Linked DNA regions of Zea mays: regions 1 and 2 are each linked to region 3. The links are chromatin contacts, called in public Hi-C maps. All regions are on one chromosome and are shown on one strand. The core of a region is the stretch at or near the end of the contact, and the rest is flanking DNA. Distances in the headings are between cores, read along the strand shown. Region 1 has its middle 150 kb from the start of LOC100217119. Region 2 holds the start of LOC100193803 (alpha/beta-Hydrolases superfamily protein). Region 3 holds the start of LOC100217119.

Evidence for each region. A called contact is a pair of places that touch in the nucleus more often than the background predicts.
Region 1: a Hi-C map of leaf shows a contact between it and region 3, with 5 times the contacts expected there. The contact joins the enhancer-like site here to the promoter of LOC100217119 in region 3. A contact is called at or near these places in 6 of 25 Hi-C or Micro-C datasets (bundle sheath, ear, leaf and 1 more).
Region 2: a contact with region 3 is called in a Hi-C map of tassel, with 3 times the contacts expected there. The contact joins the promoter of LOC100193803 here to the promoter of LOC100217119 in region 3. A contact is called at or near these places in 5 of 25 Hi-C or Micro-C datasets (bundle sheath, ear, endosperm and 2 more).

Annotation. Positions count from the first base shown.
Region 1 is chr3:88,892,752-88,896,226 of Zm-B73-REFERENCE-NAM-5.0, reverse strand. No RefSeq gene overlaps it. Among protein-coding and RNA genes, the nearest start is that of LOC100217119, 150 kb to the left of the region's middle. Within about 2 kb of position 1,251, at least 7 of the 20 cell types and tissues checked have an H3K27ac peak or open chromatin away from gene starts, as enhancers often do. A contact at or near this core is called in bundle sheath, leaf and leaf mesophyll, where this site is marked.
Region 2 is chr3:89,268,529-89,272,261 of Zm-B73-REFERENCE-NAM-5.0, reverse strand. It overlaps LOC100193803 (alpha/beta-Hydrolases superfamily protein), which reads right to left and starts at 2,053. Exons shown (of 9, transcript NM_001310458.1): 1 at 1,871-2,053. The coding sequence starts at 1,914. It overlaps LOC103650372 (DNA polymerase V family), which reads left to right and starts at 2,246. Exons shown (of 3, transcript XM_008675956.4): 1 at 2,246-2,598. The coding sequence starts at 2,530.
Region 3 is chr3:89,037,846-89,041,573 of Zm-B73-REFERENCE-NAM-5.0, reverse strand. It overlaps LOC100217119, which reads left to right and starts at 1,989. Exons shown (of 5, transcript NM_001143487.1): 1 at 1,989-2,429; 2 at 2,540-2,862; 3 at 2,959-3,106; 4 at 3,627-3,659. The coding sequence starts at 2,100.

The sequences.
Region 1 (3,475 bases), core at 2-2,501, 140 kb after region 3:
GTTGTACCTCTCGAAACATATACTAACACTAACATATGATTGAATTACAGACTATTCATAAGTATTACTGATTACTATACATATTACCGATACTATTAACACACTTATTACTGATTCGTGGTTGTTACCAAAAAAATACCTTGTTGTCCTATGTAGATATTGTAGTTTGAAAAAAATACTAATATTATTACTAGAGTAACAAGTTTTTTTGCTGATCACGATAACTATTTGTTGTACCTCCGAACACATACTAACGCTAACTAACATACGATAGATGAGAAAAATTACCTTGCTATCATGTTGAACATTATTACTCATAGGAATACACATTCGATCCTGCTGCTAACGTCTTAATTATTACTATCTCAGTATGATGAACAAAAAATACTGCACTGGCTAATGATTGCTAAGCCTATGCATATATTACTGCCAAGGTACAATGTTTGCTGGTGTTAATTCCATATCCATTCTAGGTGCATACATGAGTAATGAATGAATGTATCTCTAAAAGTGGCGCAATAAAAAAACAAAAATATATATTCGAAAAAACCAAAAAACGAGTATCAACTCACTTATGTATGAAAAAACTGAGCTGTAAAATCCATGCGAGTGTGAGTGGTATGTGTTTGTAGCATCAGTACGAAGAAAATGGTGGAAAAAACAAATTGTGATTACGAACCGTGAACTGAAAACCATACATGCACGTCGAATTCGAACGAACCGCCTCTGCGGCTGCTGTCCTTTTCGAATATGGAAAATCGCAATAGCAAAATGGATTTGATCGGCTATCAGAAATTGCTAGAGACAACCGCCGCTGATTTGCCAAGTGCGGTCAGACGGTCTCTTGAGGACGCGTGCGATCGGTCGCGTGGGGGCAGGTGCGATCCGGGTGAAGCATCACCTAAGATGATACGTCTCAAGTTAGGTGTATCGGCTAACCTTTTCGTGACTATAAATGCGTGTACAACCCATTAATTAGAGGGTATTTTAAGGGATCCCTAGATTGTTAAGTGAAAAAATCAAGAAACATTGTATTCGTGAACAAACTGACTCTCTATATATTGTCTTTTATTTATACTTGAAAAATCGAACTAAATACTCTATGTTGTACAATGCCCTAATTTCAACATCATTTCTTGGACCATTCTGGAAATCCAAGTCAATCATTTTCCCGTTACATTCATCTCTTGACACCTGTCCTGTTGGGCCAAACCGCCAAACGCACTTGACTCTTCTCAATTCGGCCACATCGGACTGTCCTTCTCAGGAGCCCCACCGACTCTCTGCTTCGGTTTTCTTGTGCACAACGAATGGACGGAACTAGAGAAGCCGAGTGGATAGGTTTTATCCTGAAAGTAGTAATCATCGATTGTGACGGCAGAGCATATTCCGAGTATAATCTACATATATAAATATAGTGAAACTAGCTTTATATGGTTTGTAATAAAGAGAGTTTGTATTAACTAGACATGAATTTTTACTATGATCGATGTTTTATACTGTCTGTGTCTCAATATAGTATTCCTTGTAACACTATATTTTTTAAACCATGTTAAGATAAAAAAAACAGTGAATCTAGACACATCTATAACACATATACATCAAATATTATATAAATTTATTAGCATTCTTAAACCGATACTCGCTTCATTTTAAAATAGTAGTCGTTTTAACTCTTAGTTTTTATGTTTACATTCAAATGAGTGATGATATATCTAGACATATATATATAACATATACATCAATTTGTAAAGCCCAAAAATTTATTTAAAAAATAATAAAATAAATAAATAGAAATATTTATAAGTGGGTTTTAGAGTTATAGAACCTTTGGAGATTATTTGCTTTTCTTTTCTTGGTGCATATTCAACAAAGGAATTAAAGTAGTCAAATAACAAATAACTAAATACATAAATGAGCATTCCAAGCTGGATTCTTCTATGTTTGTATTTGTATTCAAATTTGTGAGACAAGTTTAAGTTTAAAAATTTTAGAATTTGGAAATAAAATGTGTGAATGTTTATTTTTAGCAACCTTTACTTAGATTACATATGCAAATACAATGCTTTCCTAATGAAAAAAATAATGTGTGGGTCGCATAATTGAAGCATTTTTGCATTAATAAATGAATAAATTACTTAACATGAATTATACCTGCATCATGTTGGAGTTTTGCTTGTGCACAAATTTGAAAGATCGAATTCAAACTTGGTTTGATAGGGATTTGAAATAAGAAAAGAAAATAGAAATAAAAAAGAGAAGAAACAAACCTACTTGTGGTCCGAATCCACCTGGTCGGCCCAACATCCCCACCGTGCTGGCCCACTCCACTCACCACCGGGCACTGTCAAGTTGTTAGATTAGCTATGCAGGTCCCGCCTGGCAGATCCTTCCCTCTCCACTAAACAACCTCGCGGTCGCCTCCCAGAAATTGTGGGCGCGACTCAGATGTTCCTCGCGTCGCCAGAGTTCTCGGGCGGACCGCTTCAATCGCCGTCGCCCTAGTATTGCGGCTCGAACTCCAGGCTATAAAGGGCAGAGCCCCGCGACCCCATCCTCCTCATTCTATCCCAGTCGGTAGAACTGTTGTCGTGCGCGCAAGATGAGAGAAACCATGGGAGGGAGAGACAGCATGGCCGATCCGGATGTGCGCGTTGATGGAGCTGGTGCTCGGGCCATGGGGCTTCGTTAGGTCGCCAGGGTGCTGTTCATGGCCACCCTAGATGGGATTGTTCCCCATGGCTCCACCAATTTCTCGTCGGAATGATGTAGGCTCGTAGTTGCGCCCCTCGCCGGAGCACAACTCAGCCACATGCATGAGAGCTAACCCAACCAATAGAGTCATGATGGATTGCATAATCTGTCTATCCCCACCTAACATCAAACAAACTTTGACCTACATCATGTAGTCTATCTCATCCATATCTATCTTAACCATATTCCTCAACCCCGATGAAATACAATAACTTCGAGTCAATGACACCAAGACCCGGTAAAGAGAAGGTCAACCTCATCAAGGGAGGATAAGCACCAACTCAAGTCTTCAAAGACCAAGTTGGATCATCAGATGAATCGAGACCCACTATGCAAGATGGAGTCTTCCCTTGCCAAAATCTTTCTTTCTTGTACTTATCTTGATCTTTCTTACCCCAACTTTCTTACCAATAGCTAAAACATGATTATGAGGTACCCATGCTATCCTAGTCACCAAAAAGCAATTGAAAACTAGGAGCAAAATACAAACGAAACCTTCTATATACCTTTTCTTACTAATCTCGAGGACGAGATTTTTGTTAAGGGGGGTAGGATTGTAAAGCCCAAAAATTTGTGTAAAAAATAATAAAATAAATAAATAGAAATATTTACAAGTTGGTTTTAGAGTTATGGAACCTTTGGAGATTATTTGGTTTTCTTTTCTTGGTGCATATTCAACAAAAGGAATTAAAGTAGTCAAATGACAAATAAATAAATACAT
Region 2 (3,733 bases), core at 804-3,303, 230 kb before region 3:
TTAAACTAGAACTGTTCAGCAGGGCTAAAACAAGATGAACTATCAGCAATGTACAGAACTATACATAGAACCAAGGATTTCAAAAGCCTCATGCTTCAATGGAACACATGCAAAAATGAATGGAAATGGAAGTTCCTCCACGATTCCACAACAACAAAATTCTGGTTTACAACTTACAAGCATTGTGTGTACACAGAAAGTAAAATATGTAGTTGGTTTGCCAAAGTCAGATGTTATGGTTATGGTCCACAAGCCCATAAATTTGCCAAAGATAATCCCATCTGACAGTTTATTAACATCTTTGAAAAGGATATTGTAAGCCAATGTAATTAGGGGTCCACTTTCATAAATATCAAAGAAACTAATCATTCAATATCCTGCCGGTATCTTGTATATAGGTCCAATTATTCACACTAGAACCCAGTACTGCAGACCCAGTGGTTTATACATCAGATGGGATTTTTTATGATAGCTGGCATTGTTAACATGTTTCAGAACCACAAATGAATTCATTAGTAGAGGCCAAATAAGTTCACGAATTGTTTAGTGTTTGCCAAATAATTTTTTGTTTCCATGAAGAAGCAAACAAAGCATTACTTCATAAGAAATCATCCCAGTCTAATTTTGTGTATATTCTATAGAATTTGCAATTTCCTACAATACATTTGTCCAGATAAAATTCTCAGGATACAAGAATCTTTCAAACTAAGTTTTTGCTCATCAAACTAAATCTTTCTGAGCATGGCCACTCCTACAATCGCAAAATCACTAACAATCCATACATAGTAGATAATAGTTACTGCAACCATTTGAAATAGGATTTATTAGAAGAACAATAACATAGAGCTTGTTTTTTTTTCTAACAGGTCTACTCAACCTGTGATGACATACGGGGTAAAAACAGCATTATATCTTCATTGTTTGTTATATGTCAGTTAACACAGATATATACCTTCATTATTTGTTATTTGTCAGTTACAGCTCTATATCTTCATTGTTTGTTATTTGTTAGTTAATACAGCACTGGCATAGTACACACCTTTCAAAATTCATAATCAAAGATATACAGGGAGAAATAGAATAAAAAATTAATATAGAATTACCTTAAATAAGCAATAGTTATACTGTTTGCTTGTTAAAAAGTCTAAATACTCAAGTTCAATCATATTTGAACTAACTCATGCTAGCTCTAGTGACTAGTGAGGGTTGTGCACCTCCATTTTACCAGTCGCCCATCACAGGTAAGTGCACTACAATAGCAAAGGGAGTATTCATGCTGATGATTTAGAGCTAGCCTCTGCCTTTCTAGGATTGAACAACGGTACCTTTGCGCATGTTGGTGTGCACAATGAATCTACTATTGTAATGTCAGAAAATAAAAACAATTTTCCTGGACTCTAGCGGCCTGTATTTATAGTTCGATTGCACAATGCCATGGCTTCGAACGGAAAAGCGAAACATTGGAAGTGAGAACCATGCCATGGCTCCCGCATTCCCATCATCCTCAAAAATCCTTTGTTAACAGATCTCCAGCAATCAGCTTAATAATTTGAGCATACGAAAATAATTAGGCATGCATATGCAAAAGCGTGTTAAGATAATAAGTGCAAAGTCCAACGTCCTACGAAATCTACAGCAGCACATATTAACCCAACTTAATCCCAAGCTAGCAACGAACAGCTCGTGGCCCGAATCCCTTCATCAATCAACGTAACCCTGAAACCACACCACAACCATCTCCTACCAAACGCACCAAATCATCACAAGTCGGTGATTGCCTGATTCCCCGCGCTCTGACGACCCATTCCCTGGATAAACCGCATATGCATATATTGAAATCGCCGCGGGGGTACGAGGAGAGGCTGCTTACTCCTTTGTGACGGCGATGACGTTGTCGACGAACTCTTGAAGCATTCCTGACCGCCGATTAGGTTGCCTCCAATTCCTTGAACCACGCAGGCCCGGGGTGGGAAGGGGCGACGCGAGCGAGGCAACGAATCCGGAGGGCGTAAGAAAGAGAGGAGGATTGGGAAGAAAAGGAAAGGAGTCGGGCTGTTGGGACCCCTATTTTAGCATTTAGTCTTTTCGTGACAATTTTTTTAGGAACACAAATTAAACGATGGGGAATTACCTGGTCCACATGTATCGATCAGCGGCGTACGAATGACTTGTGGGCCACGGGGTAACGTAATCCACTGTTGTGTTGGCTATGGTCTAGCTCTCGCGAATAAGACCCATTTGAAATCTCTACTACTCTATAAGGATCCAACGAGAGCGTCCACAATATTTCACCGTGCCTCCGCCTGCCTCCGTCCCGTAACACCCCAGCCCTAAACTACGCCCGCTCTCTCCGCGCGTGATGCTCTCCCTTCCTCATCGCCTCTGCACCGACGCCCCCTTCATTTTTCCTCTCACATAAACCCGCGCTCATTCCTTTTTCTTTCACCTAATTCCCGTCCTTGTGTGTTTGCGTTGCTCGCTTGGGTTTGGATCCAATCGAGGGCTCGGCCCGGCGGATGCTGTAGAGGAATGGCGGAGGCTGTCGCGTCTGCGGGCAGGCTCGCCATGGACTCCTCGACCTCCGTCTCGCCCAACCAGGTGATTCGAGCCCTAACTCGTGCCTCCTCGATCCGTTCCGTCGGGCGTGGCCCGAAATTTGCTGCTCTCAGCTGTGCGGCACCCCTTGGGGGTTCCCGTGGTTTCGAGACTGTTGGAGTGGGGTTGGTGACATGGGTGGCTCAATTTGGGGGCACGGGAAGCAGGCAGCGGGGGAAATCGAACGGCTGGGTATGGGTTCGTGCGCGGTTGCGATGCTGAATCACACGCTGGTTTATGAACCTTTGGTGATCGCGGAGAAGCGCTAGAGATGCGAGGCGTCTGGAGTTTCTCACGCGGGTTGAGCGATTGGATCATATGTTGCGGGCTTGTCACAGTAATTACCACATTTGAAGGGTATTGTGGGTCCTCCACCTCCATCCCCTCCCCAAGCCATTCTCTCGATCGTGATAGCCAACAGCGACGGCGATGAGCACGACCCTCCTCCACTTCCTCCGCCCCGCCCTCCCAAATGAGATTTGACAGTTGCGGGTTAACCTTACCTATGAAATCCCATATGTAGACTGAAGAACTATGTGAATAGCTGTGGACTATTATGATTAGACAGTTTTATTCAAGTTCACTTTTTTCCTTTTATTCTTTAGAAATATGATTCTTCTCATGCTCCGCTTTGCCTAATTATATTTCTAAGTTAGCATCTTGGCTGCTTTTGAATCATGTGTCTTCTCATGTTTCTGTCTGGTTAATCTGTATTTGCAACTGCACCCTTTACAGTGAAATGAAATGCAAATACGACCTTCTGATCTGTACCTTAGAGAAGAAGAGGAATTAAATTTCTTTGAAGTCATTCTGCGAGCTAGGTAGAGGAAAGAGATTGTCATTGGGTACCGTCTTGAGGCAGCTGAGTGTGCCATAATCAATCCAATAGACAAAGTTTCAAGGCGAAGGTGGTCGCCCAAGGATGTTTTTGTTGTTATATCCGAGAAAGAATGAGCTTTATCAGATCACAGTTGACCATGGTTATTAAAACGACGAAACGTTGAAACGCTAATGGGTGGAGTTTTAACTTTTAAACGGTTTAAACAAAGTTTAAACGTAGTTTTAAACAACATAGGGAAATTTCAATATATCATAATTTTAGACAATTATATAAAGTCAAATACCAAACAACCAACAT
Region 3 (3,728 bases), core at 740-3,239:
ACCTCCACCTCAGGTTATTCAATTTAGTTAAGACTTGTCGTTTGTATCAACCTAATTGTCAAATCTTTACTAAACTTGATTTTGTAGGGATCCGGGGTCATGGGCCACAACACGCCACCACCGGTCATACCAGCACCAGGAGCTTATGCAGGGGAGGGAGCTTATGCAGGGGAGGGAGCTTATGCAGGAGAGGTTAGTTTGAGAAACAATTTGTTTGAATAGTCGTTATACATGTAACCAATGCCGTTATTAATGTCATCTTTTTTTTAGGATCCAACCCCGTTACACGACTTCGTCGACCAGTTATTGGCTTCTGGAGGTAGTGGACACAACTCCAACGACCCCAACGACCCTAATGTGTGATTACGTTAGCTTTGTGTCGCACTGTGTTGTAATGAACTATTTTGTGGACTTTATGTTTGTATGGACTATTTGTGGACTTTATATTTGTATGGACTCAAGTTTTAGGTTGTGAACTCAAGTATGAATTTTCTGTGATTGTATGGAATTTCTGTTATTGTATGAATTTTGTATGAAATTCTGTTATTTTTCGCATTTTTTCAATTTTTTTTTGCTCTGAAATTAGTAATTTTCGGCGGCCCCTCTGGCCGCCGAAAATAGTTATTTTATTTTCGGCAGTTGTTATTTCTGTCGGCCGACTGGCTGGCCGCCGAAAATAATCTGTTATTTTCGGCGGCCAGGAAGCTCGCCGCCGAAAATAAGCTATTTTCGGCGGCCGGACCCTGGCCGCCGAAAATAAAGCCTTATTTTCGGCCAGTTTTTTTTGGCGGCCAGAAACCGCCGAAAATAGGCCAATTGCCGCCGAAAATAGCCTATTTTCGGCGGCAACTGGCCTATTTTCGGCGGCTTCTGGCCGCCGAAAATGACTGTAGCTGTTGTAGTGAATGATTCAATATATTAAGTGAATATAATATGATACATCTGTAATTCATTCATCCATTTTATACCTTTTATTTTACATTATTTTACAATGTTTATTGAAAGTTTATTACGAAGGTTCAACTTCGTAATAATACTCTCTTCAACCTTCGTCCAAGACCCATTATCCTCAAAGGAATAATGCTTCACGGACGAAGGACAGTATCATTTAACATTTTATGTTGCCTTGTTCTTAATTCATAGCATTTGAGAACAAGTCCCCAACAAAAGTGTATTTCACCAACGGTTCCAAAATAATCACTAGTGGAAATGTTGATTTCCATTGGGCCCTAGTACCGGCGGTGCTAAAAAACGATAATGTAAATCGGTTTAGAACCACCACTTTAGAGCTTTCTGTACTATTGAAAATCTGTAGAATAGTAAATATAGTATCACGAAATTGTAGATTGAATATCAGGCAAAATCTGAACGGTGTTGTTGCTATGTACTCCTCACATGGCGACGGACAGTGACATCCTATAGGGCTAGCGTATGCTGTGGTCCGCTCCGTACGTGGACGTGTTGGGGGAGGTGGCTGCACGTTTTCGGTTTTCTTGTCTACTTCGTACGTGATCCCTAGCTACCACAATAAAGGTGGAGCATATATATTTTCTTGGTTTTTAGGGTTAATTGTGGTCGGCCGAGTACCACCTGTCCCAGATGATATTACATGCTGCGAATTCACCTATATATATATATATATATATATATATATATATATATATATTATATATATATATATATATATATATATATATATATATATATATATATATATATATATATATATATATATATATATATATATATATATATATATAAGAAGGAACACGTATGGTAGATGATTCCAGATGCTTACCATGCATGTTATCATAGAGTTAAAATGTCTGTGTCGCGTAACATTTCTGAAAATAATTTCGGAAGATGAAGATAATGTTTCTGTTACGTAATTTTCCGTCCCTTGTTGTTCACATGTGCGTACCCACGTGTCAGAGTGAGAGATGTACCAGTATAAAGAAGCGCAGAGCCCCCAAGAGCCGGAGCTGCCATGAGGCCCGAACAGTTGAAGCTACTAGCGTGTAGCTAGGGAAGAGAAGCGCGCGAGTAGCTAGCAGACGTACGTAGGCAGAAGCCTAGCTGGGTTTGAAGGGCCCCGATCGATGATCCCCTACGCGACTGCGGCGGAGGCGGAGGGAGCACTGGGGCGCACCATGACGTGGGCTGAGACAGCATGGTACGAGTACTCGGCGGTGATGCCAGATTCCTGGCTGCACTGCCACACCACATTTATCCTGTTCGTCATCTACAGCATCGCCCCGCTGCCCCTGCTACTCCTAGAGCAGTTCGCTCCGTCCGTCGTGCTGCCGTACAAGCTGCAGCCCCGGGTACGGCTGCCCCCGGCAGCCTCCCTCAGCTGCTACATGGACGCGGCCTGCATCTTTCCGCTCGCCGTTGGCCTTCAGTTCGTCTCCTATCCTGCGGTCGCCAAGGTCTTGTCTTGTGTATTTTAATATCATGCATGCATGCATGTGCATCAATATTATCACTAGCAAAGAAAGAAAGCATGCCGTTGATGACGTACGATGCCTATATTTACCAGATACTAAGGACCCGAATGGGACTGCCGTTGCCGTCGGTGAGGGAGACCATCGCGCAGCTAGTCGTATACTCTCTAGTGGAGGATTACCTCAGCTACTGGATGCACCGTCTGCTGCACACCCAGTGGTGCTACGAGAAGATCCACCGCGTCCACCACGAGTTCACGGCTCCTACAGGCTTCGCCATGTCGTACAGCCACTGGGCCGAGAACGTCGTCCTTTCTATCCCGGCCTTGGCCGGCCCAGTGCTCGTGCCATGCCATGTCACCACGCAGTGGCTATGGTTCTCCATCCGCCTAATTGAGGGCATTAACACGCACAGCGGGTGATCATCATTACATGCTCTGCACAGTTCCAACGACGTAAACACAACAAGAGTGCATCCAATTAATTAATATATTCATCTTGTTGAAATTTGCAGTTACCATTTCCCGTTCAGCCCTTGCAGGCTGATTCCATTCTACGGAGGGGCTGCATACCATGACTACCATCACTATGCAGGAGGCCGTAGCCAAAGCAACTTTGCACCCCTGTTCACCTACTGTGATTATTTATATAGGACAGACAAAGTAAGTACATGCTTGCTTAGCTTAATTATATACTGTGTTAACACATATACTCTCTATATTCTTTTTTATTTGTCGTGTTTCAGTAAAAAATGAACTAAATATTCGGAGATAGTAATAATTTATATAGGGCAGACAAAGTAAGTTCTACAAACCTCGGACAACAACCTGTATTTAATTTTAACATGCAATAAATATGCCACAACAGCACAAACTAGCTAGCTAGAGGCGAAATAGACATGTCGGGGCTCACATTTGTGATCCGTTGGTTTTCGCCATACATGCGCCAGGTGTCCGTGACATAAAGCTGCCAAATAAGAAAGAGATAGCGATGTGTTACCAAATGAAACAAGGAGACACATGATAAAGTAATAATATTATATGCATATGAGAATTTCGTTCTGAGAAATAAATGTACATTTATATGGTTTGTCATGTAAATCCACGAATAGGATTTATTATATGTACGTATATTTGCCAATCCTTAGCCCACAATGACTATATACATACTTGCCTTTTTCAGGGCTACAGATACCACAAGCTAAAGCAAGAGAAGGTATCAGCGTATCTTTACATATTTGCCTTTTATATAAATGTTTTTGTTCTCTTCTGATTGATTTATAAT